4 separate regions of the Mus musculus genome follow, and all the other regions are linked to region 1. The links are chromatin contacts, called in public HiChIP or PLAC-seq and promoter capture Hi-C maps. All regions are on one chromosome and are shown on one strand. Each heading gives the region's core, a stretch centred on a gene start, on an enhancer-like site or on the middle of the called end of the contact. The rest is flanking DNA. Distances are from core to core; before and after follow the strand shown.

What was found. Promoter capture Hi-C pulls out the DNA fragments that hold promoters and counts their contacts. HiChIP or PLAC-seq counts read pairs in DNA pulled down with a chosen protein or histone mark.
Region 2: a promoter capture Hi-C map of liver shows a contact between it and region 1, with 2.8 times the contacts expected there. The contact joins the promoter of Nckap1l here to the promoter of D930007P13Rik in region 1. A contact is called at or near these places in 2 of 39 promoter capture datasets (both in liver) and 2 of 9 other capture datasets (liver and pancreatic islet).
Region 3: a contact with region 1 is called in a promoter capture Hi-C map of pre-B cells, with 4 times the contacts expected there. The contact joins the promoter of Ppp1r1a here to the promoter of D930007P13Rik in region 1. A contact is called at or near these places in 2 of 39 promoter capture datasets (pre-B cells and stem cell-derived epiblast-like cells).
Region 4: a contact with region 1 is called in an H3K4me3 HiChIP or PLAC-seq map of forebrain, with 3 times the contacts expected there. The contact joins the enhancer-like site here to the promoter of D930007P13Rik in region 1. A contact is called at or near these places in 7 of 115 datasets of contacts at active chromatin or transcription factors (CD8 T cells, acute myeloid leukemia, embryonic basal ganglia and 4 more).

The regions. Positions count from the first base shown.
Region 1 is chr15:103,144,289-103,152,011 of GRCm38.p6, forward strand. It overlaps D930007P13Rik (Riken cDNA D930007P13 gene), which reads right to left and starts at 2,540. Exons shown (of 7, transcript NR_045743.1): 1 at 2,026-2,540; 2 at 1,227-1,312.
Region 2 is chr15:103,448,695-103,455,821 of GRCm38.p6, forward strand. It overlaps Nckap1l (NCK associated protein 1 like), which reads left to right and starts at 5,131. Exons shown (of 31, transcript NM_153505.4): 1 at 5,131-5,287; 2 at 6,277-6,387. The coding sequence starts at 5,186. Gm52195 (a long non-coding RNA gene) reads left to right here. Exons shown (of 4, transcript XR_003951567.1): 4 at 2,297-2,484. It also overlaps a transcript of Gtsf2 not described here.
Region 3 is chr15:103,534,569-103,541,926 of GRCm38.p6, forward strand. Ppp1r1a (protein phosphatase 1, regulatory inhibitor subunit 1A) reads right to left here and starts at 3,424. Exons shown (of 7, transcript NM_021391.3): 1 at 3,227-3,424. The coding sequence starts at 3,310.
Region 4 is chr15:102,691,142-102,698,351 of GRCm38.p6, forward strand. No RefSeq gene overlaps it. Among named protein-coding and RNA genes, the nearest start is that of Mir688, 23 kb to the left of the region's middle. Within about 2 kb of position 1,915, at least 128 of the 459 cell types and tissues checked have an H3K27ac peak or open chromatin away from gene starts, as enhancers often do. A contact at or near this core is called in embryonic basal ganglia and forebrain, where this site is marked.

The DNA of each region.
Region 1 (7,723 bases), core at 1,290-3,789:
ATCGTGTCAGTCTCTCCCAGCCCCCTTTAACCCAGAGACTGAAACAGTGGAGACAGGCTCCGCCTAACAGAGTAAGCACAGGACAGGGGACCAGTAGGAACTGGTTGAGACTGGTTGAAGGACCGGGAGAAAAGTAAGGAACACACAGACTCAGGGGTTGGGTGAGAGTGATTGCTGCATGCAGAATGGGACCAGCAAGGGGGGGGGGGGGGGATCAGTTAGGAGTCTGCAGCAGTCAACAACATAGATGAACAAAACTAGCTTTGCCTGAAATTCTTCAAGTGGAGAGAGTGAAGTCCGTAGCTCAGAATTATGTTACATTTTGATAATAGGGCTGAATCATGTGAATACATACTGGCCTGGGTATTAAGAACTCAGGAGAAAGGAAGAAGATGACTGGCTGTTGGGTTCATTCAGGGCCTGAGCCACCTGACAGGATCAGCAATCTAAAGATCTTGGGACTGGTTCTAGAAGATCTGGTCAGAGTAAGGTTTGTAGGACAAAAAGGATCTAGGGTAGAGAGGAGAGACCACACTGGGAAGTCACCAAGAATGAAAGCAAAGAACTGAAGACACTTTAGTGAAAGTTTCTGAGGAGTGAGAATATCTCCTGCCTCTGTTGTCTCCTTCGAGCCTCTGTCTCATGGGTGTAGCCTTGTGCTCAGTAGCCCTCTGCTGCCTGTGACAGTGCAGGTACACAAGGAACATTCAGTTCTGCTCTAGGGGCCTTGGTCGCTTGCTGGCAGGAGTCCCCAAGCAAACTGTTTCTCAAGGCCTCAGTTTCCCTATTGGCAAAGCTTTAAAGAGGAGGCAGGATTTCAGACCCTATTGATCTGTTTTTCCTGGTCTAGAAGGCTGAGCATCTGGAATCTTGCAGGCCCTGGTCAACAGTGAGTGGCACAAAGTGCCCAGAGTGGCTGTTGTGCAGAGTTCCCAGGGGAATGAAGCCAGGACCATATAGAAAACGACCAATGAGGGCTGCTCAGAATGAGGAATGGCCAAGTCAAGAGTCCTCATCCCACATCTCTCCCCCAAATCCTCCTCAGCAGTTTTTTTTTTTTTTCCATTCTGTTGCAATATTGAAGTATCTGTGCTCTTGTCTTTGGACCCCTGAAGGATCACACCCAGTATCACTGAGGACTCCTAAATCTCTATCGCCAGCCTAGTCTTCACAGGAAACTAAGACCCATGAGCCTCCTCTACTTGGATCTTTAGCAGGCATCTCACACTAAATGTGTCCAAAGCATGTCTCCTGATGCCAGCTCCTTGGTATTCCATGATACCAGGTAATGACAAGTTCCATGTTCTGGTCACTGGTAGGAAACAAAACAACACAAAAACCTCTTAGTTTTTCCTTGATGATGCTGCTTCCACGGTTCCCATCTGACTCACCGCAACCACCCCCCACCCCCACCCCGAGCTGACTCTGCAACATTCATCCAGGCCCCACTCTCTCCTTGCTGCTACAGTGCACTCTTGGACGTCCTTGTTTCCCACTGCATTCTCAACATGACAGCATTGAGTAGTCAAGGGGAGTATGCATATCACTCTCAGGCCCTGACTCTCCAATGGCTCCCTGTCCATTCAGAGTGGAAGTGCAAGTTTAGCTGTGACTCATTAGTCCCCACATGATCGTGATTAGCTTTCTGTGACCTCTTAGAAGCCACAGCTCATTCCCTTCCTTATTTTCCCTGCTCCAGCCATACCGGCCTCAATGCCATTCCTCCAGCATGCCAGACTGCTCGCAGGAGGGTTTCCCCTTGCTGTTTGTCTGCCAGGAAAGATCTTCCCTAAATCTGCCTGGGTCGTCAGCATATGGTAAATGCCAGGTTCCATATGTTGGGGGGCAGAACACAGATATGCAAGGGAGGGAACGGGAAGATGAAACAGGGGAGTCGGGTACCACACAAGACATGAAATGGCTTGTCTTGCTTTCTGTCTTCCTGGGATTCTGTCTTCAGAAGATCAGGGATCTCGGGGTGGGGCTGCTCTTGGTTCTTCAGCAAGTGGCCCCTTTCATACTAACCTCAGGGCTGATGGACCCACATCTATCAATCTCAGGACTTCTGGACAGGAGCCGTCTGATGGTCCTGAATGAACAGGCCGGTCCTTTCTATGCTGAAAGGATACAGAGAAGAAGCCACCTCTTCCAACCATGCACTTGTTACCACCACCTTCTGCCTCTCCTTCAAGCCTCTTACTCTGGTGCTAGGATGTAGGCTTGAAGAGGAAAGGGAAGGGCTCAAGGTAAAGGGCACAGGAGGCCTAAGAGAGTAAACTGAGGCAGAGAGAAACACAAGCTGTGCAGAGCCAGTGACCCAGAGATAGAGCGGAATTGCACAGGCCAAAAGGGGTCCAGGTCAGAGGTGGATGCAGCCAGCAGGTGAAAAGCAGCAATGCACTGAGGGCTGGGCGCTCTGTCCAAAGGATTAAGGTAGGTAGGCTTTGGAAGTAAGGAGCCCAGGACAGCTCCGAAGAGGAACAGGCGGGGCGGCGCGGGCAGCAGGACCACACGCTGCCGGGCTGCGCGGGCGGAGGCAGACTGAGGCGGGCGGAGGCGGCGGGCTCAGCGGAGCGGGCGGGCGCCGGGAGCGGGCTCGTAAAAGCCGCGCGGCGCGGGGAAATTGCCGCCAGAATCGCTGAGCTCCACAAAACGCCGCCCGCGCAGCCCGCCGCCGCGCCCGCTCCAATCTCCAGCCTCATCGGCGCGCGGGCTGGTTATGCATTTAAATGTTATTTAATTGGATTGCGGAGGAGCTGGGGGCCAGAGTGCCCCCGCCTCCGCCCCGCACGCGCTGCACGTCTGTTTTCCGAGTCACAGATTGCCACGCACCCCCTCCTGCCCAATCCTTTGCCTCCGACGCTTCTCTCCCTCCCTTCTGAACCCGGCCAGAGGACACTCAGAAAGACATCAGCCTATGAAGACTGAAAACTAAGAGGCTACGCACGAACACACACACACACATCCTGAAGACGCACAAAGACATAGCAGCAGCAAAAATTGGCTACACTCACTTATACCAGTGTCCATCTGGAAGATTAAGAATGGCAAACAAATATGGTCCCTAGAACCACAGAAGTACACAAATGTGTATTAACACACTCATGCTGCAAGACAAAACATCACCTGACCTCTCCCGGGGTAATGACACTCACAAAGCGACACTGCCAAGCATGGGCAGAAAGGATGCCAAAGCATGACCCTCATAGGGTAAGGCAGAGACCCTCCCCAAAGCTGAGTAAGAAGGGAAGCCTGTGTTCACTCTTACACTCAGCCAGACCACCACCTATTTGCTTTGCCTATTCAGGGTTGGAAAACAAAACCTTTTGTTCAGCGACATACTGTCCTCCCAAACCACAGCACAGGAAGCTTCAAGAGGCAACTGCATTTGTAAGGATGTTTTTTAAACCGAACAAAGAAAGAAAATTGAGTCCCAATTACAACAAGCGGGATAGCAGATAGACACCAGGAGGGCCTTCCTGAGAGGATAGAAACTGGAATCCCAAGAGGTGAGGTTGGCCATGTGTGTGAGGTGGGGAGCTAGCTAAGAAGTCAGCACCGTGGAGGTTAGGGTCAAGGGTTAAGGTTAGGGAGGAGAGCACGTCCTGCATAGGCAGTTCTCCACAGGCTCCCAGCCAGCAACAGTTAACTGTTGACCTGAGATGATCAGGATTACGCCACTTCAATTAATGAAAATGGAAATGGCAACCTGGCTTGGCACAGGTCCCCGCAGAGGACCATTCTGGGCTCTCCGCCATCCCTTCTGCGAGCAGGGCCCGGAGACTTGAGGATCTGAGCGGGGCTGTGGGGACAGAAGAACAGGCAAAATGTACGGGGGGGTGGGGGTGGGGGAGATTCTATTGCAGCTGACCTGCTTGCATTGTATCTGAGAGCATGAGGGCCCAATCAGAGAAGAGAAAGTATCCTCACACACAGGCTAATTCAACCTTGTCTGCTAAAGTGTAGGTTCAGGCAGGCTGACAATCAGGCTTCTGAAAAGAAAAGCAATTGGTTTCCCCCTAAGCAACTTATTTCTGCATCATCTGATGGCCATTGCTGGGCAGTCGATCCATGTGTCTAACCTCAATGTCTCATGCTCCAGTTGAATTTACTTCTCTGGGGAAATATCGGAGGGAAGGAGAGGGACTGGCATTCTAAATAGGAACACTAGGAGAGCTGAAAGTTGGTTTGAGATAGGCCACAAGCTCTAATCTCTATTCTTTTTCCCACTCTGCTACTAGCTCTTGGCCTCAACTATGACCAAGCTGCCTTTCCAGTACCATTTGTTGTTGTTGTTGTTGTTTGTTTGCTTGTTTGTTTTTAAGATTTATTTATTTAGCCGGGCAGTGGTGGCGCACGCCTTTGATCCCAGCAGTTGGGAGGCAGAGGCAGGTGGATTTCTGAGTTCGAGGCCAGCCTGGTCGACAGAGTGAGTTCCAGGAGAGCCAAGATCTACACAGAGATACCCTGTCTTGAAAAACAAACAAAAACAAACAAAAAAAAGAGATTTATTTATTTATTATATATAACTACACTGTAGCTGTCTTCAGACACACCTGAAGAGGGCATCCAGTCTCATTGCAGATTGTTGTGAGCCACCATGTGGTTGCTGGGATTTGAACTCAGGACCTCCAGAAGAGAAGTCAGTGCTCTTAAGCACTGAGCCATCTCTCCAGCCCCCTCCAGTACCTTTTTATTTTGTTTTGTTTTGTTTTTTTAATAAAATGTTTTGGAGAGGGCTGAAGAGTGAACCCTGGCCTTTATACATGCTGAGTGGGCAGTCTACGACTACAGACCAGCCTTTCATCTAGTACCATAACACTCCCTGACACTGTGTCCACCCCAGTAGCTACTAGAACAAGGTCTTCTTACAGAGAGCAAACCCTACTTCCCATCTTCCATGGAGATATGCCCAATATTTGGCTCCTGCCTGAATCCTTCTGAGCACACACACACACACACACACCGTCAACTTGTTTCCTAGCCCATGGCAGTCAGGGCAGAAAAGCATCTGACCACAGAGAAGGGAAGTTACCAAGTCTCTCTTATTGTTAAGCTGCCCTATCCCATCAGTACACACACCCATCTGTCTAAGGAATGTCCAGAATGCTGTGTGAACGACCTGTTCACATCATGCTTTCAGCTTGATCTATCCTATAAAGTATATGCTTGTATCTCTAGATACACTAGACAGTGAACACTGTGAAGACAAAGGGTTATCTCATTCCCGCCCCCCAGCCCCACCCCTGCAGTGCCTAGCATGCGCAGTGACGACACACAGCACATGGAAGAAAAGTAAGAGCCCATGCAGTGGGCTTCATCCCAGTCTCCCTTTAAGCCATTCTGTTTGGGGGGAAAAAGAGGTGAGTGGATTCTTTCTTCCCCGGCCCACTCTACCCCTCAGTCTCAGAAGCATTAGCACCCCAACCAAGCACAGCTTTGGCCTCTATGGAGAGAGAAAGAGAGAGAGAAAGAGAGAGAGAGAGAGAGAGAGAGAGAGAGAGAGAGAGAGAGAGAGAGAGAGAATATGTATTAGAGTAAGAACTTCTAAGCCTCTAAATCAGAACCTAAACTCCATCACAGGGCAAACACAATGACACTACATAAACTGATGGTCGTGGATTGGCACGTGGACCCTCCCTTACTAGCTTAGGGAAAGGGGGGGGGTAAGACCCCTTCTCCTGGCCTCAGGGCCCCATGAGTACCTTAGAGAGTTAACCTGAGTTGCATAAGGGAAGCATAGGGAGATCTAGATTCTGTTTAAACCCCAGCAGGAGGCTCCTCACTCCGGCCTCTCAAATCAAAATCTCTTGAAGTAAAGCAGAGAGACCTGAATTTTTCTGAACCTCCATGGTTAATTCTGATTCACAGCAGGGTTGCAAACCGTTGACCTCTACATTAGGGCTATCCAACAGGACTCCCACAGTAATGGAGAGGTTCTTTATCTGTCTGTCAGCGCCACCAGCCATGTGTGTGTGAGCACCTGACATATGGCTAGTGAACTAAAGAAGGAAAATTTATTTAATTCTTTTTTTATTTGTCTTTTCAAGACAACTTAATTCTTATTAATTTAAAATGGTTTCTTCACACGCAGAGCAGGAGATACAATTCATTTGGTAAATTGCCAGCCTAGCATGCACAGACCCTAGGTTCGATTCCCAGTACTGTAAAAGACCAGATTTGGAAGTGCATACCTGCTAGCCCAGCATTCCAAAGGTGGACCCTCAGCATCATAACAGGTTCAAGGATAGCCTGGGACACATGAGACTTATTTATCAATAAATAAGTTGGCTGTATGTGGCTAGTGATTGTTGTAATGGTTCACAAAATTCTAGAAGACCCTAAGTTCTATGCATATTATTTATTTTCTTTTTAGATTCATTTTTTATGTGTCTGAGTGTTTAAATGTTTGTACACTGAATGTATGACTGGTACCCACAGAGGTCAAAAGAGGGCTTTGAATTCCCTAGAACTGGAGTTATAGGAGGTTGTGGGCTGCCATGTGGGTACTGGAATTGAACCCAGGTCTTCTGCAAGAACAAATGCTCTTAGCTGTTGAGCACATCTCCAGGCCCCTATTTCATTTATTTTGAAAAATTTAAGGCCAGACACAGTGACACACATATTTTAACTCTAGCACTAAGAAGGTACAGCAGGCCAGTCTCTGAATTCAAGGCCCACCTGGTCTACAGAATGAGTTCCAGGACAGCCAGGGCTACACAGAGAAACCCTGACCAAAAAAAAAAAAAAGCATAATCACATGTGTGTGACTGATGTGTGCATATGAGTGTGGTCAGGTCAGCAGAATCAATTCTCTCCTTACACCTTTACAAGGGTTCTGGGCTCTAGCCCAGATTGCCAGGCTTGTATGGCTAGTGCCTTTACCCAGTGAGCCATCTGGACAACCCTCAGTTATTTGAGACTTCCTGTCTCATGATAACAGGTTTTGTACGTGTGTTTGTGCATGTGTATGCATGACTATGTCTATATATATGTGCATGCCTATAGAGGTCAGAGGTTGTCATCAGGAGTCTTCCTCAGCTTTTCCTCCCCACTTTTGCATGTGTGTGTGTGTGGGGGGGTATTGAGTGTATATAAGTGTTCTTGCAGGTATGTGGATATATACATACAAGTGCATGTGCGTGTGCAAGTCTGTATAGACCACAGGTCAATGTTAGGTGCCTTCCTTTATTACTGTTCTTATTTTTGAGATGGGATCTCTCAGTGAAAATAAAGCTTGCTATCCAGGAAGACTGTCTGGCCAACAAACCCCAGGGATCTTGTCTCCACACCAAGATTAGGGCACAGCAATTAGCCTCCTTCCCCTAAGGATACTCTTATCTGCACGGAGCAATCCTCCTCTGATTTAATTGATAAAAGCAATCTGATGGCACTAAGTCTGGACAGGTAGGTAAGGGCCCAGACCAGATTCCAAGCTTGGAGTGGGGGTGGGGACAGGGTGAGCTAGGGAGGGTTGTTGGGGGGGTTGGGGAGGGCGGGCACAGGGAGGCACAGGGACACTTCTCTCCTGAGTGCACTATCTCATACGAAGTTAACCCTGGTGACAGATAAAATGACTTTGCTGCTATGAACTGAATTATGCCCCACAAAATTCATATGCTAAAGCCCTAATATTTTGGAGATAGATCCTTTAAATAAGTGAAGAAGCATTAAAGAAAGGTTAAATGAAATCCGCAGGGTAAAGCAATAATCCAATGATTGG
Region 2 (7,127 bases), core at 3,881-6,380, 310 kb after region 1:
GCCACCATTACTAGGCTTTGCTCTTAGGTAATTAAATGTTTTTAGAATGGTTCTTCCACTTCACAAAAAGAGCTACGGTATACTCATCTCAGTAAATCCCTAAAAACTACCCGTTGCCACAATAAGCCCCACCTTTAAGTCTGCTCCATTTCTTTATGGGGAGCCATAGAAAGTGATAGGACAAGCTCATTACACACTCAAAAATCAAAATTTTAGTTTATTTTTGGTATACCATATCCAATATACCAGGCCCTGAGCTAAATAATAATAAATCATTTAATCACTTCCATACTTGTATAAGGAATCATCATCATTTAATGGATGAGGAAAACCAACTTATTAAGCATAGCCTAAAGGCTTGCACATATTTCAGTATCCTTATTAATATTGTTTGGGGCAAGACACATAGAAACTGAAAGATCTGATATGTAGCAAACAGTTATATTATCACTTTACATAAACTAATCAACATAATACAATAGTTTTATGAGATACAAATTACTATCAATGTAGTCCCATTTAAAGGTATATAAACTGGATTAGATGGTAACTGACAGAGTTGAGATGCAAATTCAAGCTACCTGGGCTCTTAGACAATAAGTCATAAGGCTCAGCTCATTGCATTGAGCTACATTAAGAGTTTGATTCTGACTGGTATCTAAGTGTAGGTTTTTTTTCCCATACCAGCTGCAGCTGGTGTTGCCAGGTTCCAGCAATATTCACTGAAGGTGGGGAGGGAATATAATATGAAACAGAACTCCTTTCTCCCACCTCCACCCAGGATTTTAGGCTCATGTGAAAACTCCTGATATGGAAAAAATGGGATTATTAAACAGTAGAAAAAAAGGCTGTGGGAAGGAAGTAGATTCAAAGATATCTCAGACTTACCACTTCCCTGGGATCTTTTACTTTCTGCCTTGAAAGAAACTTGAAAGTTTCTTTAGGTAGAGGGCTCAGGCTTAGTTGGAATATAAGATTTATCTCAGTGTTAAGATTTATTCAAACATCTAAGATTCAAAAATCATTATTGATTTTACCTTGAGGAAGTTATGTCTGGTTCTTCCTACCAACCCCATGCTCCCAAAAATAAGATTCAGACTCAAAATATATTTACAAATACCTTAGTCATATAGCCAGACTCTTTTCTAACTAGAATTAACTAAAATTAACCCACTTATTTTAACCTACATTCTGCCACGTAGCTGGTTACCTGTGCTCAGGAACTATGTCTTCTCATATCTTCTTGGTTGGATCTTCCTGCACCTGGCTCTATCCCAGAATTCTTTCTCCTCTCAGATGTCCCACCTTCTATTTCCTGCCTAAGCCATAGGCATAGGCTATGATGCATCCATACAATATATAAGAAAGTCTCTCTACATTTTCTTACTGATTAATCTGGATCTTCATCATGGGGCTTTTTAAAATCAATTTATTCTTAATAATTTAATAAATTATTAGTTTTATATCTTTGAGTTTTCAAAACAGGTTCCCATGAACTTCTGATTCTTCTGCTTTTCCCTCCTGAATGCTGGTATTGCAAGGACAACATAAACCCCATTTGTCTCCATTTAAGAACCAAGCCTGGTTTAGAAAAAAGGCTGTAAGGCAGCAGCTCCAGGAACAGACCCATAAGTCCTAGAAACTAGGCCACAAGACATTAGCTTTAGGAACAGACCATAAAATCCAGAATAAGATCATCAAACTCCTTCCCAAAGAATAGCCTGGGGATAATGACAAAAATGGGGAAATATCTTATCTCAGAATGAGCCATCTGTGCTGGGCAGCCCTATTTCATCCTATGGTCAATCATTAATGTTATAAGAATGTAGACCACTGACCACCCGTGACCCCCTAGCACCCATCAATTAAATTTTAGATTACTTAATCCTTCTAGAGAGTTCCCCTTGGTTCCCTATAAGAGACTTGCATGCCTTAGTCTGGGGTTGCCATTTTGGAGAATGGTTGATTCCCACATTACTGGATATTTCTGCAGAATAAATGTTCTTTGTCTTAGTAGAAACGTCTAGTTTCTTTGGAAAGTAGTTACGTCAAAGAATGCTTTGCTGGGACACACAGGTGGAAGGATGTCTTGCTAAAGCAGACACATGGAAGAATGTTTTCTTGAAGCAGACACAGGTGAAAGGATGTTTGGTTATAGCAAACACGTGAAAGAATACAGGATGAAAGATTATAAATATGATCCCACAGACAGTGGGAGATGAGCACTGAGCATTGGTTTGGTTTGCTCCACTTTGCTAGTCTTCACTAACAACCTGTATTGGTTTACCTTACATAGCATTGTGTTCAACTTGTGATAAAGATGCTATTGGGAGAAACTCACACAGAAGTACCTGCAGCAGCTTGTCACTTCTGTGGCCTCACCTGAGGTTGATTGGTGACACTAGTGGCTTCTTCAGGATTGAACTACAGCTTCTGGTTCATGCCTGGTGTCTGCCTGGCTGGAGGATTAGTCTGCAGCTGCTGAGATGTATTTGGTGTTTGCTATGGGACTGAACTGCTGCCAAAGAAGATTGAGATAATACACCAAAGAACTATTGCTGAACAAGTCCATTTCCCCCATATCCTAATAACTTTTCTCTTCTACTACCTCTGCTGGGTGGTGAGCTAAAGGAAGGGTTGAACCCTTATTAAAAGTAGGCTACAAAAATTTTGTGCCTACAGTCTTTGCATACTATCTGAGTCTGGAGGTTTTCCTTCAGCGATTTTTGAATCCTTATAATATTACAGTGCGTACCACCATGCCTGGTTTTATGTGGTGCTGGGAATCAAGCCTAGAACTTCATATATGTTGGGCCAGAATTCTGTCAATCGAACCATAACCCTAGCCCTCAATAAGTTATTATAACCAGTAGATTTGCTGAATGGTTGCTGTATCTAAGAGGGGTTTTTGAACATGGGTATTTCTCAGATGTGTTCCCTGTGACATTTGCACCAAGACCTCCTTGGGTACCTGGAAATTCAGGTCCTACTATAGGTTATCAATCCAAATCTCTGAGAGCTGAAACTGATCTCAATTTGTTGTGTAACAGCTTCCTCTTAGAAATTTTTACATTCCACCTTGTATGGAAGCCCTTTAACCAGGAAGGTAAACAACTCAAAAGAACTTAGGGAAGTCCCTGAAACTGACTAGATTCACTAGGCCCCTCTCTTCCAGAATAAGCAATAAAAACTGAGAGTGCTTCTCAGAAGTGAGTGCCAATCTGCAAAGACTCTGATACTAGACCAGCTGTCTGGAAGAAGTAGAAACTAGCTGAATTGTCTGGAAGATGTTTAGACCAACTGAGGCACTTGGAGAGAACACTCTCCAACCAGTTGAGCTGCAAGCAAGCTGTGCAGGGTTCTCCAGGTTCCCAGCTTTGTGATCTGTTATCCATGTTTGGATGGACGTTGGTGAAGCAGCTGTCCTTGAGTCATTTCTTGTATTTCTATAAGTAACCCCTCACCCATATTCCTGTAAGTAACCCTAATAAAGCTCATGGTTCATTAACTTGGATTCTGGTGGTATCTGTACTTTGGAATGTTGTGGGTGTCCTATATTGGAGAAGAGTAGACATGTGTGTCGTGTTTCCCCAGGAAAAGTTTTGTTATACATTTTTTTTTTTTAACATACCTTTGTTACCATTGCTAAGTAGGATTGTTCTCAGACTTGAGGGCACACTGGAGTCACCCAGAGAACTTGTTGTAGGATAGCATGTGTTAGGGGCTGGAGAGATAGATGGCTTAGTGGTTGAGTACTTGATGCACTTCCAGAGAACCTAAGTTAGTAGTTTCACACCATCCACCTGTAACTTTAGCTCCAGGGTATCTGATGTTCTCTTCTGTCCTCCTTTGTCATGTGTTTGAGTGTACACACACACACACACACACACACATACACACACACACACACCTTGAAAACAAAAAAACAAAAACAAAACATGCCTGTTCTACCTTAAGATTTTGGGTTGAGGGTTGGAGAGATGGCTCAGTGGTTAAGAGCTCTGGACACTCTTAACAGAGGTCCTGAATTCAATTCCCAGAAACCATATGGTGGCTCATAATCATCTATATTATGATCTGGTGCCCTTTCCTGGCATGCAAGTATATATGCAGATGCACTCATACATTAACTAACTAACTAACTAACTAACTAACTAACTAACTAACTAATCTTAAAAAAAAAGATTTTGTGTTCAGCAGGTCTTGAGTGACGTCAAAGAATTTGTGTGTCTAGTAAGTTTCTTTTAAAATATTTTGTTTTATTGTTTATCAAACCTAACAAGTTTCCAAGTGCTGCTGCTACTGCTGGATCATGCTTACTGATTCACTGTACTAAATACTACAAAGGATATCAATATTAGATATCATACCTGTCATTAGGAAGGAACATATGATGTGGGTGGGAGAGAGAGAAAGCATATGCTTAAAAATATAACAAGGAAGCTAATCCCAGCACACTGGAGGTAGAAGTAGGAGATCAGAGGTTCAAGCTTATCTTCAACTACATAAGGAGATAGATTGAGTATAGCCTGGGGTTTACAAGACTTTCTCAACCCTTGCAACCATGTGATATATATATATATGTGTGTGTGCGTGTGTGAGAGAGAGAGAGTGTGTGTATGTATATATATGTTTATATATAAATATATTTATGTTTATAAATAAAATATAGTGAACATGTCATTGAATGGAATAGTTAGAAAGAGACCAGGGTCCTAAAGGATGCTGGGGCCTAAGGGTCAGTAGAAAATAACAGGCATTCTTGACCGGGATCTAAAAGGGTAAGTGTAGAGGTGAATGGGGCTGGTAGTAGATATTTGTTTGGTGTGTGCTTTGTCTGGGACATTTGGGGAGAGGGAAGGCCAGAACAGTTGGTACTGCATTGTGAGGAGCCGTGAAAGCCTGTTCTCTTCCTCAGCTTCCGCCCACTTCTTACTGAAGTACTGCACAACCAGAAAGAGGAAGTCTCCTCTGCTGAGGGTGCAAGAGGAAGCACAAGAGGGCTCTGAAGGCCTGTGAGCCATAGTGACTGCTATCCTCCATGAGCCAATTACAGAAGCAACCGGAAGCTCGGTGCACCAACCAGGGCGGGTCCTTTTACACAGAGGGTGTTGCCAGCCAGGCTGAGAATATTTGGGGCATTTGGGTCTTGTTATCCGGATGGTCCTCTCTCTCGGTGGCCATCATGTCTTTGACCTCTGCCTATCAGCTTAAATTAGCAGAGAAGCTCACGATCCTGAATGACCGAGGACAGGGAGTTCTCATCCGCATGTACAACATCAAGAAGGTAAGCAAGAAGACCCGTCTAGCAAATCATGGCAGGAACCTGGAGGCCTGCAGGCCCAATAGTCAAGCCATATCTTTTTCTCCATTGCTTTAAGTGGCTTTCAGCCACTTAGACGGTATGGTTCCCACAGTTTGGGGAGATAGAGGGAGGCTTCTTTTTAAGGCGTGTCCTTTCTAGGTATTATTCTTGCCTTTTTGAGAGCATCACCTTTCCCCTATGACTTAGGGTTGGGTGGGAAAGAGAATATTTGTGTTGTGAGTGATTTGATTAAGGGTCTGGGGTCTAGAATTTGGGGTTTACTTATTGTCAGTTTCTCTAGTTTTTGAGTTTTCAAGTTGTGTCTCTGGCAAAAATTGTGTTTGTGTGTGTATGTGTATGTTTGTGTGTAATTATTTCCTTAAAAGGGGAAACATTTAAGGAAGTGGTGTTTTCTAAGGTAGTTTGGGGCTGTGAATGCTGCGTGTGTGTGCTTAGGAGAGTAACTATGAAACTGGACAAAGATGATGCCAAAAGGTGAGCCAGCGACTGTAGAAGGCAGGATAAAGGTGGGTAATTGTGAGACTTTCCAGGAAGAGAAAGAAGGAACTTGTGGAAACGGACCTTTGTGCGTTTTGTAGTAAAGCACCAGGAATATGGTTTCTGTCATGTCGTTTGTAAAGTCTCTTGGGACCCAGAGCTTTATATAAAGTCCAACTTATGATCAGCCACTTTTCTCACTACTTCCGGCTTCAGAGGAGGGGTGGGGAAGCAGCTTCCTCTCTGTGTTAGAGCTAAGCCTCAGTTAAGACAAGATGCCAGGTTGTTAGCTCTTAGGAGTACTAGTTCACTGTCTGGAACGAACTTGGTTTTCAACTACCCTCATGCTTTTATAATAAAATTTCAGACTGCCATTTCCAAAAGAGATAGTGGGAGTGAATGATGCATCCAAAGGCTTGTATCTAAATGGAAAAATAGTACGGTAGTTTAATATTACTTTTTTTTATGTGTAGACCTGTTCAGATTCAAAATCCAAGCCACCTTTTTTACTGGAAAAGTCCATGGAATCATGTCTCAAGTACATCAACAAGAAGTTTCCCAACATAGATGTCCGAAATAGCACGGTGAGAACTTGGGTTCATTTCCTCCTTTCTGTAACATTATTCTTGCATGGCAGATTATTGCAGACTCTCCACTTTGTCTTGTCTTTAAGTGTAGCCACCTATAGTTTCCTAGACTCAGACTCGGGGCTTCAGGCATTGAGGGTCGTAAGCTCAGATGGGAGCCTCCCATGGTGAACTGGGGCACAGTCTTGCCAGCCAGGTTCATGAGGACACCTGGTACACAGAGAAGCATCTCCACCAACCTTGCCGGGCACATCTTTTACTGTAGCACTTGATCTACACTATGCTTCTTTGTTGCTGCATGCTATGCATCCAGTGGCATATCCTGTACTTCTGTATACAGCACAATACTCCTGTACTGTGTTATCCCTAGATTTCTCTCACTCTATTCATAGTATCTTTATACTCTGCTTCTTTTCCTATTGATTTATATAGCAAATGTCTTCACTGAAATGAAACTGAAAATCTCCTTTCAGCTAGTCTTCTGACTGTAGTTTGAATCACATCTGGCCATCCAATCCAGATAGAAAATTTCTGTTTAGAGACTGGAGAATGCTGGCGAGCTATTGATCCCACCCTAGCATGTTCACCCCTTAAAGAATGACTGGGTATTTAAATTTTCAATTCTAATGATTGTCTGGAGAGATAGCTCAGTGGTTAAGAATGATATTACTCTTAGTTTTTAGTTACTTGGAGCAGTTGCTTTTTTAATTTTATTTTTAATTTTACATGTCTTGTTT
Region 3 (7,358 bases), core at 2,174-4,673, 390 kb after region 1:
CACAGTCCCTTCCTTGTACTGTCTCTTCATCCTCTCCTTGTCCTCCCCAGCTCTCCTTTCGGAAACTCTGTCCACTCTGTGCATTGATTTCTGTCCATCCTGGATCAATGGTCAGAAATAACATGAGAGATCAGAGGGCTTTCCCTCAGACTCCAGTCCACCCCTGAAGCAGACATTAACCCTTTGTGGGCTCATACCTGTCTTCAGAAGGCCTCCCTCAGGTTCATCCACCATGAAGGAAGGGCTGAGTGCACCATTCCCCTGGCCACCACGGTCCCTCAATACTCTAAGGTTTCACTAGCCTTGGACACAATGGCTTTTTAATTGGCCAGGAATAGGGGAAGTGGTCCTAATGGTGAACAGGACTTGAGGAGGTAGAATCCTGGCCAGCCCCAGGGGAAATGATCATATAAAGCAGACCGGTGGCATGAGTTCCAACTGAATGCCCCCCTCCTGCTGCTGGCTTTTCTTCCTGTCCTGCTATCTATTAAGCTGATTGTTGCTGAATCCTATAGACTCTTAGGATGTGTAGTTTTTCCTTTTCTGGGGAAGGTTTGGAAGAGAGAGGCATCACATGGGTAGAGCTCCTGCTGTTCTCTCAGGGCTGTGGGTAGATAAAGCTAGCAGTCCTGGGGAAGCAGGGTCCAGTGAGGACGCAACGGATCAGATTTAGATCTGTTCATATTTGTCTCTTGTCATCATCAGCATTGGCAGTGGTGGCTGGAGGTGACAAGATACCTAGAAAGTGGGAATAGTAGGAAGGACTGTTTGAGCCAGAGAGGGGGCTCTTTCCAAAGAAAGAAACAGCATGTATGGAACAGAGTGACTTCTTGCTTCAGGGAAAACTAGTGGCATCTGCTTTTAGTGACATTTCAAGGTCCCAGCAGAGCCAGACCTCTGTGTGTGTGTGTGTGTGTGTGAATACTGAATGTGAATTGTCTCTGGCTGCTCCTGGTACAAGATGCTTCGTGTATGTGGGAGTGGGACCATCCCTTTGATCCCTTACTTTCTTTCTGTTTTGGTGGGGGTGGGGTTGCCACTGGAGAGTAGTGGAAGTGACTGAGACTGTGGAAGGGGTATCAGTGACTTGATGCAGTACCTGTATTGGGAACCCAAGGAGCCCATGACCAAAGGTCAGCAGGGCTCTGAGGTTGGACAGACTCTTACTTACCTTACTTAACAGACTCCCCCAACCCCCAACCCCAGACAGGGATTTGAAGCACTCTGAGTCTTTGAGAATTGTGGTGTTGAGGCAGGAGGCAGGAGGCAGGAGGCAGGAGGCAGGAGGCAGGAGGCAGGAGGCAGGAGGCAGGAGGCAGGAGGCAGGAGGAGACTCCCTGGATCCCAAGAGAGATGGCTCTTTTCTGTTTCTGCCCCTACCTAACCTAGCTCTCAAGGACATCTGAAGGTTGTGGAGGAGGGCTGTCCCCACACTCTGCTGTACACTTAGCTTCCCACTTTTTCTTCACCCTCCCACTTCCACCCCATGGAAGTTGGGGTAGGAGCTCCTGCTATGTTTGGTGCTTTTGCCTACATACTTGGTAACAGCAGGAAGAACCGGGGCAAACTTTCAGAGCCAGGAGACAGATTTCTGAAGACTAGAAAAGAGCAGACAGAGTCCCAGCTTTTCTCTCACTTTGACTCCCCAACACTGTCATGTGCCCTCTTGTGTTCCCTTGTCCCCAGCTCTGTAAACCAGCTGGCCAGCCCTCCTTCAAACCCCCTTTTTTTTTTTTTTTTTAGATTTATTTATTTATTATATGTAAGTACACTGTAGCTGTCTTCAGACACTCCAGAAGAGGGAGTCAGATCTTGTTACGGATGGTTGTGAGCCACCATGTGGTTGCTGGGATTTGAACTCTGGACCTTCGGAAGAGCAGTCGGGTGCTCTAACCCACTGAGCCATCTCACCAGCCCCTTCAAACCCCTTTGACACCAAACAGAAGCAGGTGTCAGGTCCTGTCTGCCATTGGGAGGCAGATCTCAGAACCTCTGGCTCCCACAGTCTCCACTTCTGGGCCTGCTTTCCTGTTTCAAAAGTCGTCTGAGCCAATCTGCTGTTTCTGGGCATAGGCATAGTCCATAGAAACAGTCTTCATTCTCCTCATCTCATGTGTGTGAGGTCTCAAACTCCCTCTCCAGCCCCTTGGTCCCCAGGTAGGGAGAGGAGAAGCTGGGTACCTGCTCCTCCCTGGATCTGAGAAGTAGAAGTTTCAAAGTGTACACCTGCTGGGTCCCTTTTCATCCACACCCAATTCTATGAATCGGCTCTAGCAATGTGGAAACCTTTTTCTCCTGCTCATCCCCAGAGGTCTGATTCTTTCAGGTGGAGAGCTTGACAGTGAGTGGCTGGGGGCAGGAGTCCTGGGGAGCTGGATGCTCTTGGGGAGGGATGGTCTTCACAATCCAGGGAATGCAAAAGAAGGCAGGCTGCAGATAGTAGCCCCTTCCATACGCTCACTGACGCTGACACACACTGCTCACTCACACACTGCCGCCTCTGCCAGGCTGCTCAGAGCTAAAAATAGGCCAGGCCAGGAGGCTGGGCCAGGGCCCTGCACTCCCACCCGATGAGCCAAGCTTTCTTGGTGGCTTGCTCGTGGCTAAGCTTGGACCCCAGGCCCAGACGCTCCAGATCGCCGCGCTGCGCCCCGCATCTCACCCCCACTCCCTACTCCATAGGGCAGAGTTATACCCAGGTCCCACGTGCTCTGACTTGCAGAAGGGAACATCAGCTTGCAGACCCCTCCACCCTCCCCCGTCCTTGCTCTAAAACTCCTCCATAGCTGTTCTCATCCCTTTGGGTGCCACACTCAGCCTCCAGATGACACGGAGGGGAGGAGAGCTGTCTCTTCTGCTCACTCGCCGCCCCCCGCCCGCAACATCCTCCCGGCAGTACCCTTCAGCTTACCAATGCCACTTAGCCGGGAAACTCTGGGGGTTGACTGGGTGTGAGGGGCTGTAAGGTCGCCAGTGAGGGAGGAGGGGTCGTGTCCCTATGGCTGGGCTGGGAGTGAACGATGCTCTTGGAGACACCCGCCACAGGGACCCATACTGGTGACCGAGGTGTGGCCTCGCTGTTGGGGGAGGGTATGGAGACCCCCATAAACTGGGCGAGTGCGTTCCTGAAGAGGTGTGGTGCCGCGCTGGGGCAAGGCAGGGATTCAAGTCTCACGGCCAGGTCCCCAGTCCTTCGCCGAGTCCTGCTGCCCCGCCCTGCCTGTACCTGCTCCGCCGCCTCCGGGTCCAGGTGAGGCTCCAGCAGCGGGACCGTAAACTGGATCTTCCGTGGGCTGTTGTCGGGCTCCATGGCTCCCGGTCAGGCAGCGGCGGACCTCGGGCTGGGGCGGGCGCGCTCCCTCTCTGTTGCGCTCCGGCCCTGGCCCCAGCCCGGCGCTCGGCTTGCAGCTCCTGGCTCGGCGCGCCCCGCTCCGCTTGGGGACTGTGTTGTTGCGGATTGGCTCGTCACCGTCCCTCCCGGCCCCCTCCTCCCCCAGTCCCGAGCCTTAACCCCGTCGTGGCTGTGCTGGCGGCTGTGCAGGTCGCCGCCCCTCAAGCTAAGGATCCAGACCCCGGTTGGTCGCTGTCCTAGACCACCCGCGGGCCGGCATCCAGGTATTTTAGAATTCTGGGCAGGGGGTGGGTGTGGAAAGGTTTTATCAAGAACTTCTTCAAGCTGGTGCAGGTTTCATGGTCTGGAAAAAAGAAAGGACACAGCTCCAGAGGTAGATTATGTTTATGATCTAAAGGAGATTTCACAAAGAGAAAAGATTGAAAGGAGATTTAGGTACACAGCAGGAGGGATTAAAGTTAGACTGGGAGGGAACTTCCCCTTGAGGCCAATTACTAGAGTGGATGTGAAAACTTTGAGGGCAGGTGCGAGCTTTGGCTACTGTTCAGGGAACACTCCTGGACAAGAGAGAGAAGAGGGGAAGCTCTCAGAGAGTCGGCAGAGTAAGACTCTTTGGAGTGTGAGTGGACCAAGGGCTTGGGGAGAGGGCCATTTAGGGTAAAGAAGAAGCCATGGAGGTGAAAGCCAATCCTGCTTGTGAAATAGATTTCACTTTCTGCTTGCTACATTGTGAGCTGCAAAGTAGGTGAAAGGCCTTTAAGGGGATTACAGGGATGGGGATGGGGAGTGGAGGACACCCCACCGGGGTGGCCTGTTTACAGATGGCTGGTGTCCACTTTCACTGTTGGCAGGACAATGAAAATGCTCTGCCCTGCTCTGTCGTGACTATTGGCATGGAAGTTAGACTACTAGAAGAACTTACTGGGTTGGTATGGGATCAACATGCCACTCGGTACTAACCAGTGAAGGCGACAGGATATTCATAGGAACTGAAGTGCTCTGTACTAGGGTTAGGGTCACTAGACAGAGAGAGGTGGGTGCTGGAGAGGTGGAAGGGTTCCTAATGTATTCAGGAGGCACAGTGGAACTGAGATAGAGAAGGAGAAGGCCTATAGTGCTGAAGGGGGGGTATGGAAGTACGGGGAGATCAGTTTCTTTGTAGTCTTAAACTGAACAGAGGGCAGGGTCTATCTAGGTTTAAGCTTGGCTCCAGGGGAATGGGGCCTTGGTCATCCCCCACTCTAGGGGGCAGCTTTAAACCTCAGTCTGGAGTTCTCTGGTGTGTTTTCCATGGCCCCTTCCCCTCTTCCCTCCAAAAATAGCCCCACCCTCACCCCCTTCCTCCCCTAGGGATCCTTTTACACAGCAGACAGGCTCAGCTTTCTCCAGGGCAAGGCCAGGTTGCAGCCACTCAGCAGCCCTGAAGGTTCTATAGCCAGTTGCTCCTCCATTTGCTGTTGAAGTAATGGGACTCTGGGAATGCTTCTCCCAGCCTTTTTGCTCTGTTTGGATAGTAGGGAAAATGTTCAGTGTCCCTGGATCCCAATGTCTGTTTACCCACATCCCAGTGCAATGTGCACGGAGAGGTGATGAATCAATAATATGGGAGACAGGGCAGACGGTGTCTTAGGGCTGGGCCATTATTTTCCTTCTCTTTGCTTCTCCCTCCCACACATACACTTAGGGGCATAGTGCTTCTAGAGAGGGACATTCTCTATCCTCTTGGCCAGGCCTGGATGACCTGAAGGGACAGTCCCCACCCCTGATTCAGGAGCTCAGCCCCCATCTTCTTTGTAGTGTTAGAATTTCCATGTTTCATAGCTGAGGATCCGTGGAGCAAGGGACCTGACACAGAGGCAGGCCACATCTAAGGTAGTGCTGGGGGGAATACTGGCTTGTTTCATGTAGAATTCCAGCTTGAAGGCTTCTCTATTTGGGCTGTTATGAGATTCCACTATTATGGGGTAGTCCAGTTTGCTTAGATTTCTTCCATGTTCCTTTATTTCTCTCAAATTTCAGCCCTGGGATTCCCTTCTCAACCCCCCAGATTCTGACTTTCCTTGATCTGAAAGTTCCAGGCTAGGTGGGGGCCAAGAGATACTTAGGGGAGATGAAAAGAGGGGTCTTGAGAGCAGCTGGAGAGGAGTGGTGGTTGAATATAGTGGGTTGGGAGAGGTGGTGGTTAGAGAAGAGAGCCCGTGGAAAGATAACTACCTGGCACAAGGATAAAGGGCTGACTGGCAGGTGGGAGGTGGAATGGGCCCCAGCACAGCTTTTGCAGGCCAAGTGGAGGGGTGACTGTGATGGTGTGTGCATGTCGTTTTGACCTTTATTTATGCCCTGAGCTGAGTGAGTAGCTGTGAGCACCTGTTACGCATGTGGGAAGCAGAGAGGATTGCATACACAGGTCTGGAGAGTTGCAGAGGCCTGTGCCTGCCTGGAGAGTAAGAGTGAACCTGTTTCTTTCCCTTTTCAAATGTGTCTATGTGAGCAGTGGCCAAGTGGTCACCCCTCTGCTGCAGCCCAGGTGGCAGAGCCATAACTACTCTAGGGCACCCTTATGGCTTATGAATATTTAAAGTTATAGGGATGTGACTTGGTGATGCCATTACCTAATGATCCACTCTCCCTGCTGTTTGTAGTCTTCCAGGTTAATGGACTGCACCTTGTTTTTGCTGATCTACCCTCCTTGCTCCATTAACTTCAGTGTTAATTTCACCAATCCCCACAACTAAGCCTGTGTGTGTGTGTGTGTGTGTGTGTGTGTGTGTGTGGGGTGGTGGTGGTCAACCAGGGTGCTGTAGAGAAATGGAGCCACCTAGGCTGGAATTTGGGAGGTCAAGTTCAAAACCTTCCTCTGCTACCAGTGCCCTGGGTGGCTCTGGGATCACTCTGCTCCCTTTTGGGAGTCAAGGCAGCCTGCAGATAGCTTCCTGTTCTAATGTTCGGTCTAAGGTGAGCAAGCCTCAGCCAGGAAGTCACAGGGTCAGGGTGAGAGGGAAGGACCTTGCCTTCAGCTTCCAGACACTTTGGCTTGGTCAGGCAGCAAAGTGCACTCCTGGGGGGGGGGTGGAGTGCATGGTGCTTGCACACTTGTCCACACAGTTGTTTGTACACACTTGCTTGTACAGTTCTGCAGAAGGAAGGCTAGCAGCTGCTTTTCACCCCCAAAGGAGCAACAAGCCCATCTGCATGGTTTCTTGGGAAGCCATGTGCTCATGCTAGGTGCTGCTGTTTCTTAAACCTTTCTAGAACCTCTTTTGGAACCACTTCAGAGCTTGTGGCCTATACTCTGAACATCCTCACCATGGCTTCTGACCTATGGAGTGACTTTGCTCTTTTGGAAAAATCCAGAGTTGTTAAGAATCTAGTCCTGTGAAGTAGGAATGTTGGAGAAGAGTAGTGGGTACCATTCTGGAGACTGTGATTCTGCAGGCTTCCCACATCTAAAGATATTAGATATCTGGAGATATTTCTAGAACCTATTGGAGGTACAAAAGTCCCATTGGCATGGATGCATGGTCTCTGTGATGAGCTGCAAGAGGGAGCTTGTGAAGGCCCACTTGCCTGTGGAAAAGCCCTGTCACTGCAGTTCTGCCAGGCACTGGTGGCAGTCTGTCTCAGGTGCCCTTGGGAATGGTGCTGGCACTGCTCATTCAACTCATTCTCTTTCAAAGTGCTTTACTGTTCCACTAACCATGGTGAACACTGATTGAGGTAGAAGACACTTAGGAGCAGCCATTCAAATTCTCAGGTTAGAGACCAGAAGCACTTGACCTAGGGACTGGCATCATGTCAGTGCCCTTGCTGCAGAAAGCTAGAGGCCAATGGCAGAGCATGACCTAGATGACTTCCTGAAATACATGGGTGCCCAGATGGTCTTCATTAGAAGACCAACCAAGAGGTAGCGATTAACCACAACCTTCTTACAGGTTGAATTGATCCTTTCAACAAAGATGTATACCTGCCAGGTACTATACTAAGAGCTGCAGGTACAGTGGAATTC
Region 4 (7,210 bases), core at 665-3,164, 450 kb before region 1:
CCAGAGGAGCCTCCACATAGAAACAAAAGCTGTCTAAAGATGCCCTGCACGGTCCCTCTATAGGTAGGATATTGCCTCCCACTTATGCAAAGGATGATTATATGAACACTGTGCACAGTTGGCCAGCACCAGCCAGTATTTTCAATTGGTACAGTCAAACAAAACCTGGCTTTGCCATACTGTTCATGTTGCTGTTTGACAGATCTTGTTCCCACATCTCCCTTGCTTGAATTTCAAAGGTCAAGGGTAGCCACTTCTGGATGCTAGCTCTCCTAGGATTTCTGTACTACAGACAGCCTAGCCAGGCAGCCGTTGTGAGCTTTGCCTTCACCACCTTCTTGAGCTCCAAATTCATCTTCTCTCTATCTCTCTCTCTCTCCCTCTCTCTCTCTTTTCAGAAACATTTTCTGTATTCCTTTGTAAGCTTCTATCCTCGCCTTACCCTGTCCCTGAATAGAATTCTACAGACACCAGAGGAGAAAGAATAATTAAAATCAACCTCTCTGTCCCTCTGTCTCAGTAGTTGTGGCCCTCTCCCCCCTCCTCCCCTCTGCCCCTCCTCCCCCTCCCCTTCCTCTCCCCTCCCCCCTCCTCTCCCCTCCCCTTTATCCCTCTTCCCCTTATCTTCCCCTCACCTCCCACCCCCACTCCCACCTCTAACCTCTGCCAGTGGTAGGCTGATTTCATCTCAGGCCTCCCTGCAGTGCTCCTTCCCAGTAATGAAACAAGTTTAATTCCTCATAGGAGACAGGTATAGCCTTTTCAGGAGTCACCTGAAGTTGCCGATTTCTGTGGCTTGTCAGTCTCCCGCTAGGGGCCTGGTGACTAGTGCTCTGGGTCGGTGTGCATGTGTCTATAGACATTTTCTTTAAGCAGGACACTTTGGTTATAAGTTAGATTCTAAGTGTATGGGAGGGGAGCTTTTGGGATAAGGGGAAGAATAATTTCCACCAGTGGGAGTGGGGATTCAAAGAGAAGTCTTGATCCCTGTCTTCTTGGCAACTCCCAGTATGTGGAGAAAAACATCAGCGATCAGATAGGGTGAACCAGGGCTTCAAAGGAGCTTGGGGGAACAGAGACACTTCGTATACAAATCTAATACAAATGGACTGGCAGATGCTTTAACGCTGGGACATCTAGGACACAGGACAGGAGGCATGTGGTACATGGCTCTGGTGGCACAGGTCAGGCCTTCCAGAGAGCTTTGGGGACTGCGCTAGGGGACAGTGTCCGCAGAGGTGAGCTGCGAGCCGCAGCTGGGCACTGACATCAGGCAGCCGCCTTTCAGGGTCTGCCGCAGAGCTAAGCACAGGCGAGCTGGGTGAAGGATCCGGACAGACCTGCCTGGCTCTCCGGTCCCTCTACAGTCTGACCCCGTGGGCCTCGGCTCTCGTCTCTGTTCTCCCATTGGTAACCGCTCCTCCCACTTCCCCTGGATAATCTTCTGACATCTCTTCAAATCCAATTATCGAATTAATTGACGTGCGACGCGAGAGGCAAACAGAGAGGGGTGGCAAACTCCACGGGGCTCAGATTTATCCTCCGGCCTCTACACGCCCCGGCCGGCGAGATTTACTGGGTCTCCAGCACCGCGACAGTTCAAACCTTTGATTAATCATGTTTTTCTCCCAGCCCTATAATTTAGTTGCTCTTTTTCCCTCCCTGCCTTTTTTTTTTTTTTTTTTTATCAGTAGAAACAGAAACGAAGTCCTCATCAGCTTCAATTACAAATATTAAGGCTCCGGACAGCATTTTGACAGAGAGGCGGCCGGCCCCGCTCCGTCCCGCCCCCCTAAATCATCGCCGAATTAACATCACAATCGGCGGCTGGCGCGCGTTCAGACTTAAATGGTGGCATATTGTTCGCGCACGGTCTCGGCCAGACCCGCGGGATCGCTGCACCGGGCGGTCGCCTCCGCCCCTCCGCCACAGTCCCCCTCGGCCTCCTTGGAGGCTGCCGCTCGCCATCACCGCAGCGCGCCAGGCCCTGTAGCCGGCAGGGGGCGCTGCAGGCGGGGCGGGGGTGCGCCAGGGTGGGCGTGGAGGCGTTTGTAGCAGGGTGAAAGCCCCAGCGCTTCGTCCGGAGTGGGAGGGGAGGACGGTTTATTTATGCAAACCAGATGCAAATGAAGGCTCAGAAGCTGCTGATGTGGGAATACCACTTTCCAGACCTTTGGATGAGATTCTGACCCCTCACAGGTTTTGGCCGAGTGACAAGGAGGTAGGAGCAGCAGAGGATCCCGTGAGGCACGATTTCTTCAATTCCTGGCACATTAGAGAAAGTCGGACCTAAATTACAATTCAAAGGCTCAAAGATAAGCTTAAGGCAGGAAAAGGTGAGGTTCCCTGCCGGGTCTGTAGAATTTAGAAGGCCCTCCAAAGTAGCCAGTTTTTAATGATGAATTTTTTGGGGGGGGTGGTGCGGAGTGGGAGTGAGGTATACTTCGCTCTCCCACTCCAGAGATGAAAAGGGACAGTTATTATTCTGACCCTATCAAGCCTTTGCGATTGAAAGAACTCAGGAAGAAAAAAATGTCAATCCAGGTTTCTAGATATTTTCGTAGTCACCTGCCTCTCCAGTTCGGGCCGCATCAATCGCCAGGACCCAAATTTTGCCTAGCAACATCTCAACCAATCAAGATGCAATTAAACCTGCCAAGTCAGCTCATCCTTAACTGGGATTGGCTGTGCGCGGTATGCGTATCCCAAGTTTTCATTGGCTGGCTGCCACCTGTATGGAAATGAGAATTACCCCGGACTCTGAGGCAGTTTTCAGAGGTGCAGACCTGTGGCTTACTGCGCTGAAAATACCCCCGCAAGCTCAGAGCCCAACCTATTCTTGCTCTATGATATTCTACCCTACAAAAGAGATCTCTCAAACTTCCCCCCTTCTTTTTCTACTGCGCCCCAGCTTGGGCCCAATCTGAGAGGAATTCGACCCAATAACGCAGAAGTAGTGCAGATGTACAGATTTTTGGCAGTTTCCGCATCTCCTTGAACTGTCAGGAGTTTGCCCTTTGCTTTAATGCTGTCACTATTCCTACCCCTGATCATTCTTCCTCGTCCACCCCAGGGGTGGCTTCTCGCCATGTGAAATCCCTCACTCACTTAGCCACTGTTCTTAAAACCCCCTCTATGGCTTCAGCTCTCCCAACTTCCAACAGTCCCCTGCTTGCTACTCAAAATCCAGGCAGTTCTCACAACAATCCAGTTTAGGAGGGAGTTAGAGGGGGAGACGACACCCTCCCCTAAAAAAAAAAAAAAAAAAAAAAAAGCCTCCATCCTCTTTCCTCATCCATTTTCTCCGAGGGAGCCGAGTTTGACAGCGAATTCATTCCGAGCGGGGAGGGTGATTTATTCTTCAAATATACCGACAAGTGCGGGCATGATGGAGCCCATTAAAATGTTGGGAGATTGTTTTTATGATTGAAGTCTGTATTACTCCAACCATAAAGAAAGAGAGCAAGGAGTCATTAGCATTTTCATGATGGTGTATTTCTGCTTGTCTCCGCGCCATCACTCATCTTTACTGCCCGTCCCTTTGCTCTCGCTCTGCTACAACGAGGAGAGACTGAAGCCTGAGCTGGGGTTGGGGGCTGCGGGAGGCGGGAGCCAGAGATCCCCCCCGACGCTCTGCCCTTCACGCCAAATCCTCACCCTCTCTGGGACGCAGATACAGGGGTGAGAGGGACACAGAGGATATGCCTCCACTTCTTTAGCCAGCTCCTCCTGCCCCCGCACCCCCCCCCCAGGTGGCAACAGGATGTCCTGTCCAAATGGTCTTTGAAGTCCTGGAGGGGCTGGCCTTGCAGATAGGCCTTCTTTTCTTTGGCTCACTCTTTCCTGACCTACACACCCCTTGGAGCTCTCCAGATTCATCTCTATGGGAGTGAATATGGGAGTTCTTGTCAAAGTGCCTTGACTTGGAGATGTCCGGGTAGGGAAGAACAAGAGGAAGGAGTCCTGAGCCTGTGGGTTGGGAACTGTTGGGAAGAAATAGGAAGTTTGGGCATTTGGCTTTTGATTTTGCTACTTTGGAAAAGGCCGTGTCTCTATCCATCCCCGCCCCCCCCCCCCAGCTCCCACTTACCCCCAACCCTCTTCACAGAAATCTTCAATTCTTTGCAACCCTTCACAGCAAGACCCTCCAGCACCGCAAGGAAGCAATTCATCCCTTCAACATATGGAAATCAAAATAGCTGTAGTCGGGACTGGGAGGTAGCTCAGAGGTAGAGCACTTGCCTGCATTGCATGAATGACTTTGTTCAATCCCAGTACAGTAAAAAGGAAGCACAAATAACCACTACCATGTTAGTGTGCTTAAAGTGTGCTGGCAATGGGCAGACAGTCGCCTCCAGGTGCCCAGGGGTCGCTAGAGCCTTTTATGCCCTCTCTACTCATCGGATGAGACTACCATAAAGAAGTGTTCATTTCTGATTGCGTGGGTACAGTCTGTCTACATGCTGCAATGTCCCCCAAATATGTGATGGCCATTGATGGGGGGGGGTTGTGGTAAAAGCTACACTGAAGGGTGATGGGAAAGAAGAGGTAAGAGAAGAATCAAGACCTGAACTTGGTCTGTCTTCACGACCTGATGCTGCCTAAGAAGGGTCTCTGAAATAGAAGTCCAGTGACACATTGCCCTACCCATCAGGTTTATCTGGGCACATACAAAAGTATGGAAGGCTGGTAAGAATGTGAAAATTCTGAGGAATTTTGGTAAGAGTATCCCTCTTTTGGTCACTGCATCTGGGTAGTTGGGTAGTGGTTAACAATGCTGGTAATCCATCCTCTAATCAGCTAGGTAACATTTATTGAACACCTACTATGTGTCTTGATTTACCACAGCCTCCCTTTCACACCTTATCCTTTGGTGAGATGGGTACCTATACGGGTTGTCAGGTCCTGGACAGGGATAGCGGCCCAGGGGGAGAGGGGGTGAAGAGGTGAGAGCCCCTTCAGCGTCCTCACAGTGCTCAGAAGCTGCTGCAGTAGCGGCTCCAGATTTACAGCTGCCCTGGCGCTGATGCCATAAAAGCAAACGATCCTTCTCTGTACTAATTTCTGTGTAATTAGATCTCTCCTGGCATGGAAAGTGGGAAGTGGGGGCAGCCTGGAAAGGAGGGTGCCAAGGACTCCTCACAGAGTCTTTCTTGGGAGAAGGGGCTTCAGGACATAGATGACTTCACATGGGTTGGATACCTGGATCTACATGCACCATGACAGAGAAGAGAATGCCAATGATGCATACACAGAGACAAGAAAGCAGCTAAATCTTGACACGTCAACACGGCAAAGCTCAAGATGGGAACAGAGGAACCTGGGGTAGTGTACAAACATCTAGAAACCAGAAGAATATCTCCTGGCTATAGCCTGTGTGTGCACAGAAGGTATTGCAATTCCCAAAGGAGAGATAAATACAGAGCAAGGCTTGAGCAGCAAAGAATTCCTGCAGACCCACCTACATTTGCATCCACATGTACAACACACACACACACCCCTCTGCATGAGAGCATACGCACACCTCTCTTAATCAAGAGCAAAGTTTATAGGCGCTACACCTAATAGGAGCTAAACAAATGTTTGAGTGCTTCCTCTATTGCTTGCTGTTCACTCTTCCCTTAGAGGAAACTAAATGACAAATAAGGCTCTTTGCTTAAGTAAGATTTCTTTAAGGCGTTTGAAGAGGGAGCTTATGAAGAAAAAGATGAGGATTGCAAAAGAAATCAAGGCAAACATAGGGATGCTTAGAGACGGAATGTCCCCCAGACTCTTGCTTTTCCTTGGGAGGAAGAAAATCTCAGAGAAGCAGAGACTCCCATAGTTATGATTGCTGTCCCCCATTCCCATTCTGTGGTGACAAGCAAGGATGTCGGGTATGGCAGTAATGCTGTTTGGAGCAACACTTGTGCTGTGCTAAGTATTCATCATCCACTCAAGTATGCTTGTAGAGGGACCTCAGAGGGCCTCTTACCCAATCTCCCTCTGCAGCCTGAATCTCTTTCACGGTAAGCTTGCCCAGGAGTCAGACAGCCTGCTTCAATATTCCTGCTGAAGTGCAGCTCTGTACTTCATGCACAGTCTGCCCCTGTCACTGGACAGCTGTAGGGGTGAGGATATCATTCGGTAGAAGTGAAATCTGTCTTCTCTTTAATTTCAGAATATACTAATCCTAACTGCCTGTCATCTCTCCTTGAGTTATTCTAATGTTTTAAGACCGGTTCAATCTAAGCATTAATTGCCCCCCCCCACAATGGCCATAACAATTAGGTACCCATTGGAAAATCAGAGATTTTGATCTCCGCAGATGACTGTCATGTACTTATCTTAAGCCCTTGTTCTAATGGGTAATTTCTGATTAACCTGAGTAATGGAAATGTATCACAATAAAGGAAGATTTGTCATGCCTTGTTATCGCTTCATAAGGCCATCTTTCCAGATACCTGCCATAACATCGGGGTACTTCTATCCCAATAAAACATGATCATGATGTGCGTGGCTAATAAAAAGGAAAAAAAGCCATGTATTAAAATATGTTGAAAATGATTTGCACGAGTGGTGTAAATACAAACTACCATCATCACCATGGTCAACAGCATTCCCATTTATTTGCCTTTTGAAATCCCTGCCTGACCTTGACAGTGGGAGGGAGAGAGAGAGAGAGAGAGAGAGAGAGAGAGAAAGAGAACAGAGTCATAGAGATAGAGAGACAGACGGAGAATTTAGAATTTATTAAATACTTAACATTATTAGGAGCTGTGCTCAGCATGCCCCTTATATGGGGAAACTGGGTTCAAACACCACGAATCACTTGCAGGTTTTTGGGGAGGGAAATAGACAATTGGGATTATAACCCAGTCTGATTTCAAACTAGTCATCCTTTACTCTTCTTCTTATGGACCGGTTAACAGGTCTCTCACCCCTGCAGAGCCATGCTGAGTGGTTCTGTGTTATTGGCATGGAGCTGGTGGTGAGACAGGCTGGGCTCTACACTCTGAGTTCTCCAAAGAGTAGTTGGGAGTTTGAGAGCTTGAAGTTCCTTTAGGCTCAGTCTTCTATTCAGTCACATTACTGCCTTCACTTGGGGTGCCCGTACCCTGTCAAATGCAGAGCTGTACACACTGTTATATTGTACACTGATGTAGTCACAGAAAGGTGTCCTGGCTAAATGATGCCCAGCAGGTCTCAGGAAAACCCTGAGTACCTACCT